Linked DNA regions of Mus musculus: region 2 is linked to region 1. A link is a contact called in public HiChIP or PLAC-seq data. All regions are on one chromosome and are shown on one strand. Each heading gives the region's core, a stretch centred on a gene start, on an enhancer-like site or on the middle of the called end of the contact. The rest is flanking DNA. Distances are from core to core; before and after follow the strand shown. Region 1 holds the start of Trmo (tRNA methyltransferase O). Region 2 overlaps Coro2a (coronin, actin binding protein 2A).

Region 1 (3,379 bases), core at 330-2,829:
CCCCAGTGCTGGGATTATAACATGAGCCATCAGGCCCAGCTTTTAAATGTGTGTGTAGGTGCCTGTGGAGGTCAGAAGAGGCATCAGATCCCCTGGAAGTGGAGTTACCATAAGTTGCGAGCTACTACGTGGGTACTGAGAATCAAACCTGAATCCTCTGGAAACTTGGCTGGTGCTTTGAACTGCTGAGCCATCGCTCCAGCTCCTTTTGCTCCGCTATTTTTAATGACAGATTCCTAGGTCTAGTATCTCCAAGTCTACTTGGTTTTGAGTCTCAGTGGTTGGCAGAGTTGGGAATTAGACGCAGTGAGTGGCAGATCTTGATGGAGGGCAAGCCCCTTTCACTTTTGACTGTCTTATTAACAGCGCCGACTAGTGGCAACTGCAGCTTAGCCCATTTTTACAGCGTGTACGTGTTGCCCAAAGGCACACAAACTTGTTTCTCCAGCTAGACAACAACTCTATCTTCTACAAGAAAAAGGGGGGTAAAAAACTTTTGGAAATTTCATGGACAAAACTGACAGAGGGCACAGTATCAGTTTTAACTTAAGAATTCACAACTTTCTCTCAAAAACCTGTCTCCTAATACTGATTATTTCCTACTAGGGACTTGTTTAGTCAGTGACAACAAACACTTGGAAACAGCTTTTCACGGTTAAGCCTTTAATCCGTGGATTCGCATTTTTTAATATTTTATATTACAGGTAATGTCAGGTGGATTCCCCCCTCTCTTCGAAACCAACAAGATTTTGAAATCCCCAAACATAATCATGTATGCAAAGAGTTTGGGTTAAAGAATCTTTTTTTGGGGGGGAGGGGCGGTTAAAGAATCTTACAAGTGGCTAAAGAGCAGGCAATTGGAGCAGGGAGAGAAAATACGGTTTTTGCTGGCTCTTCATCCTTATTTCGGTTCCAGTGGTTTGGAGCACAAACGTTCTCACTTAATAACTTCTAGCCTAGCTTGCTTGTAACACCTACCATTCTTGATTTTCTTGCCCTTTTCCGACAAATAGTTATTACTTAAAAAGTGGAGGGGAGTGATAAATATAACACGTATGCCCACGTCCAAGGGAAATTTTAAACATTTAACGTCCAGCTCTTGGGCCGCTAGTTGGCTCAGCGAGTAAAGGAACCGGCTAACACGACCTGACTTTGATCCTGGGAGCTACGCGGCCATGAGGAGTATCGGCTCCGGCATTTTGTCATTTGACTTTGACATGCTCCCGCGCACACAATAAATGGAAAAAAAAAAGTCCCAAACTCCAGTTCTTTTGCTATGTGATCATAGATGGACATTCACATCCTTTCCCTTTAAACTCAAGGTTATTTTTGGTCACCGAGGCCGCTTATAATTCAAGGGTATCTTTGCGTGTACATCTTTATCCACATGTCCCACCTTCGGAGGGTATGGTGCAGGCTGTCGCGAGGCCGCCATCGCCGCGTGGTGGGTGAATGATGGGCCTCACGGCGTCCGGGAACCCACCCTCCACGCGGCAGCTCGGCCGCCATTGAGCGCGTTCTCCAAGACCCGGCACCTAGCGACAACTGCGCAGGCGCCAAAGCCTAACGCGCGGAAGCGGAAATCAGCGTTGGGCGCGCGGACGACTCAGCGGCCTGTAACCATGCGCGGCTTGGAGAAGCAGGGCTCGTGTGCTACGGCGGCCCCATGTGGGTGCGTTCAGCCGGCCCTGGAGGCAGGTAACGTTATGGAAAAAGGTGGCGCCGCACCCTAAGCTAGGCGGCCCGCTTCCCTGGCCAGAAGAACGCGAGCCACCTGACGTACATTCTTGTCCTTGCCGCCAAAGTAAGGGTCACGTGTCTCGACGACCACGTGACATGCTAAGGCTAACGGGAGTGACGTATTAGGATCTTGGTACACGGGGTGTGGTCTGGGCTTAGTTTCAGTACAGTAGCTGCGTCGGCCACGTGTGTAGTGTGGTCTTTTTCCGTAGGGGGTTACAGGAAGGTGGGATGTGTGTGACTGATGCCCTCATTTGGTCCAAGTTTCTTCGCCTTTAATCTTTTCCCACCAGTACATGGATGAGGATTTAAAAACAAAACCCCCAAACAAACAAAAACTATACAGTAGTAATTGTAAATATTCTTGGAGAAAACGTCAAAGTTGTCAGAAGCGCACACAATATAGATGGAGAGAGAAAGGCAGTTTATATAGATAATTTACAGGGTGGTGTCAGCTTTTATAGAATTCAAAATGTATTGTTTAGGCTCGAAAGTACATATGATAAGATCTCTTTCTGAAAGGAAGTAAACGATGATAAAGATCAGATTGCAGCTCCTGGAAGCAGTCGACAGAGATGCAAGAAGTGGCACTGAGGTCTTTGGAGTGGCTGGCAGGTGTATTATGCTTTAACTTACATACATACTATATGTGTATGTATGTATATATATATATATATATATATATATATATATATATATATATATATTCTTTTCCCCCCTCTGTATAAGAGTATTTTTGTCTCCACACTCCTACCCTGGAGACAGGATTTTTCTGTGAAGCCCCGGCTGGCCTGTGCTCACTCTGTAGACCAGGCTGTCCTCTTGTTGGTTTAGAGCTTTGAGGTAATGAATTAGAACCTCTAAGAATCTCCACTTTGTGCTGCCCTCTTCTTGTGGCAGGAAGGGTTCTGGGTATACCTGAGCTACACCTAAAGACTTTAAAAAAAAAAAAATTGTGTGTTCGTAGCTCTGGCTTACCTCCAACTCAGGGATCTGCCTGCCTCTGTCTCCCAAGGATTTAAAATAGGTCTAATACATCACAACAGTAAAAAGAGTTTGTATAAGCAAAAAGCAAGGAAACATATTGTGAGAGTTAGTGCTAGATCTTACTGGTTGTGCTAATAAGATATAATAGGATAGATAGGTTTGATGCAAATTAAATAAAATGGAGATCTGGAGTGTCCCTATAAAGAACATAAAAAGAAATAATTATAAATTATAGTTTATACTGCATAATATACAATCAACACATGTATTAATATAATTTATGAATTTTTATGACTATAAGTAAAAATTGAGGTGGGTATGCTGGTGCACAGTTGTGATCCCAGCAGTTAGGGGATGGGGCTAATGCTGGAGGTGTATACGTTTGAGGCTGGCATGAGTTACATAGCAGGACTTTATTTAAACATGATTTTAATAGTTGTGTTGTACCTAGATTTTAGAACTATGAAGTCAATACTGAGAGGAAAACATGTTTTCTTACCTCTTGGACCCTTTGAGTAATGATTCTCATCCAGTTTTCTTCCATAGGGAATCTTTTAACTGAGCCAATAGGGTACTTGGAATCATGTTTCCCAGCCAAGATTGGCACTCCAAGGCAGCCATCCATCTGTAGCCACTCCAGAGCCTGTTTGAA
Region 2 (3,379 bases), core at 379-2,878, 190 kb before region 1:
AGTTTGTGACCAAGAACTTATTTGAACCCTGGGAACCGCAAGGTTGGGCTCATAAAGGTTATCCATTATACCTCATGCCAAAGGTATCCGCAGAAATGTGTTCTAATTGTCTAGCCACTGCCCCCTCCTTGGTATAATGAAAAATCTTTCCCCAAACGTTCATTCCTGTTCCTAGATAAATATAATCATGTACCTGTTGTTTCATGTCGTCTTTTTCTTCCTGAGTTAACACACACCAAGGAGGTCTAGCTCTGGCGAGCCTTTCACGAAAGGGGAGGGATCTGTATAACACTTTATAGCCATTGACTGTGACCCACCTATCAAAATTTAAATCATATCTTCCTGTATATGGTAGCGGGGCATCTGTTGGTCTGTAGATGTAAGGTCCCCTATAAGTCCCTGGTTGCCACCATCTGTCTCCTATTTTGACAAGTGCACTCCTCTTTCCCCTTTTTACTTCTAGGCCTGAGGCCCTTAGTCCTTGCACCTGTTCTTCAACTGAGGTTGAGCGTCTCTTTCTATTTTCTATTCCCATTTCTAACCTTTGAATTTGAGTAAAAATAGTACTAAAAGGTAACGATTCATTTCTTAACATAGTGATTAATAATCGACCTATTGGGTTGGTCTTATTGGTAAAAATATAATTTTTAGCAAGCATTCTTATTTCTATTTCTGAAGGACAAAGTCGGTGTGGCTTGTAAGAGGAAGTTGGCTGTGGTCCTTGCCCCAGGAGGAAGGTCGAGTTCTCCGAATCGTTTAGATTGTAATCTTGCACAGAAGAGTTATTAAAAGAATCAAGGGTGAGAGCCCTGCGAGCACGAACCGCAACTTCCCCCAATAGCCCCAGGCAAAGCAGAGCTATGCCAAGTTTGCAGCAGAGAATGAGTATGTCTTTGTCTGATGGGCTCATCCGCGTGCACGCAGACGGGTCGTCCTTGGTGGGAAACAACCCCTTGGCTGCTTCTCTCCTAAGTGTAGGACACTCTCGGGAGTTCAACCATTTCTGCTGCAGGCGCGGCAGGGAGCCGCCTGTCCCAGCCCCCAGCTCTTCAGAGCCCATCAAGAACTGTCCCAGGAGGCCCAGGAAAAGCTGGAGGTTGGGAGCTTCTGGGGGGAAGTGACTGGAAAGGCTGACGCTGTCCACTGCACCAAGGAAGACCGGGTGTGACGCAGCTCTGCCCTCCTAGGATGGTGGTGAAGGAAGAGAAAGATGGATGGCGACCTGGAGGGAACTCTCAGATCCTAAGCAGGACACAAAGCAGCAGTTCTTCAAATATAGTCCCCAGACCAGCTGCTTCATGGCTGCTGGACCGTACAAATGCGGGTTCCCAGACCCGGAGTCAGAAACTGTAAGGTGGGCTGCCCATATGGCTAGAGTCAGCTCTCCAGGGGTTTCAAATTTCAGACCCCAGAAAACACATGGGAACCAGGTTCTGTCACCCCCACACTTAACCCACTATCCCGGAGCAGAAGCACCTCCTCCTGGGGACATGGGTATCTTTTTCCTGAACTCTTCACCCCCAGCTCCTAGCTGATAACAGTTACAATCTGGCAGGAGATGCCGTTTGGCCTCTGTCCTCCAAGCCTGCAGGCCCAGCCTGCTCAGAGGATCTGGGTGGAGCTTGGGAGGCCGAAGCAGAAGGTGCTGTCAGCTGTTGTAGGCCTACTGGGGGAATTAAGTCTGACCAGCAGCATTTATCACCATGGTGACAAGCAGGTGAGAGAGAAGCAGGGAAGAACTTCCCATCACCCTCCTTGTGGGGGCTGAGAGTTGAGGTGTTAGGATCTGGGGTCTCTAGTCACAGGTCTGAACATAACCAAGGATGCCCTCAGACATCTATGCTCTGCAGCAGCTGCAACAACCGGTCTGCGTGCAGCAAAACCTGCTGGTTTCCTCCAGACCAGCCTGGCTTGAGGAAAGAAAATCCCCTCTCAGCCCTCTGAAGGCAAGCTGAACATCTGCAGCTCTGGCCTCATGACGTCTCCACGTACAAACTTTGATGACCCCCTTCCTCCACACGCCAAGCCCCAGGCTGACCTTCAGCACCCTGGCCAGCTGCAGCACTCCCTACCCTAGCCTCTAGGTACAGGCCGGGACCCTCTTGCTTCTCTGCTCACCTACACACCATGAACTGGGCACACATCTCACATGCCATTCTGGGCCAGGCGGCATAAGCCCTACCTCTCACCTGGAATCCTTCCCTTTCTGCAGGGGCTTGCTTCTGCCTTGAAGCATCCTCCCAGTGCTTCTTTCTCCTAGGTTCTCAGGTCTCACTGTCTGCTGCTTCAGATTACAGCTTGGAGACTGGGGTTGTAAGTCAGTGGTAAGGCATTTGGCTAGCATGCTTGAAGCCCAGGGTTGAGCCCCAGGGCAAAAATAGACAGAACTCAGCTCAGGCTGTTCAGCCTTGTTCACCAAGAATGTACATGATGGTTTCCGATGTCTCCCACACCCCAGTCAACAACTGGATACCCACCAGTTCGGTCACTTCCACTAGTCCACTAGTGGGACCCCAGGATTAGAGGGCAGTGGCCACCTCTGCAGGACTGGTTGTGGACCACTGATCCCTGCAACAGGCAATGATGTCTGACTTATGGCTCAATCTCCATCGTGGAGCTCAAGCTACAGGTCCCCAGCCGTTCTCTGTGCCCTGCAGAACCCTGAGCAAACATTTTCCCTGTGTAGACCTGTGGCCTCCTCTGCCCAAAGGTAGATCTGGGGGATATGTGAATCTAAGACAAGATACAGAAGGTGGGGCCTGCAGGTCTGGGCCTCTGGGAGACATCTAGAAAGCTTCTTGGTGGCTGGAAAGTCCCAGATAAAGAACTTTAGGGCCAATAAACTTGTGTGGAGTTTGTCTTGGAGCCTCGTTGGAGTCATAAACAGGAAAAGGTTCTGTTCTGGCTTTCTAGGAGGTTGAGGCAGCAAGGGGCCAGCTCTCCATGGACTGGGATAGTTGATGGACAGTGCACTGTGCTCACGGGCTTTGGGAGCATCTGGCTGTGTCACATGAAGGCTCCAGACTCTGCACATCACCCTCCTTGGTGGGCAGGTCAGGGGTATGGCTATTGATTGAGTGGATGGAAGGACAAAGAAATTGGATCTGCCCAGGGTCATGGCATATATCAATGTCAGAACTAAGACTCCAACCTGCCTGGCACACATGCTATAAGAGACAGTCCCGGCCCCTCTGCTGAGAGGGCCTGTAAGAGTGACCTTTCCAGCCAGGCTTCAGCAGCCTCTGCCTGTGGGCCCTTTGGTCTGTGGGCGAGTGAAACCAAGAGAGGAACCATTTGAGCTTGATGTTCCTGTGGGTGAGAGGAGAAAGGGCAGGTAGATTTCTCTGTGAACCTGGCAAGTGCAAGATGGTTTGCTTAC

What was found. HiChIP or PLAC-seq counts read pairs in DNA pulled down with a chosen protein or histone mark.
Region 2: an H3K4me3 HiChIP or PLAC-seq map of bone marrow-derived macrophages shows a contact between it and region 1, with 2.2 times the contacts expected there. The contact joins the enhancer-like site here to the promoter of Trmo in region 1. A contact is called at or near these places in 1 of 484 Hi-C or Micro-C datasets (regulatory T cells), 3 of 115 datasets of contacts at active chromatin or transcription factors (bone marrow-derived macrophages, embryonic stem cells and pancreatic cancer cells) and 3 of 9 other capture datasets (adipose tissue, liver and pancreatic islet).

What each region holds. Positions count from the first base shown.
Region 1 is chr4:46,387,637-46,391,015 of GRCm38.p6, reverse strand. It overlaps Trmo (tRNA methyltransferase O), which reads left to right and starts at 1,579. Exons shown (of 5, transcript NM_001347095.1): 1 at 1,579-1,698; 2 at 3,274-3,379. The coding sequence starts at 1,623.
Region 2 is chr4:46,572,785-46,576,163 of GRCm38.p6, reverse strand. The region is part of intron 1 of Coro2a (coronin, actin binding protein 2A); the gene reads left to right. Among named protein-coding and RNA genes, the nearest start is that of Coro2a, 27 kb to the left of the region's middle. Within about 2 kb of position 1,628, at least 67 of the 459 cell types and tissues checked have an H3K27ac peak or open chromatin away from gene starts, as enhancers often do. A contact at or near this core is called in adipose tissue and bone marrow-derived macrophages, where this site is marked.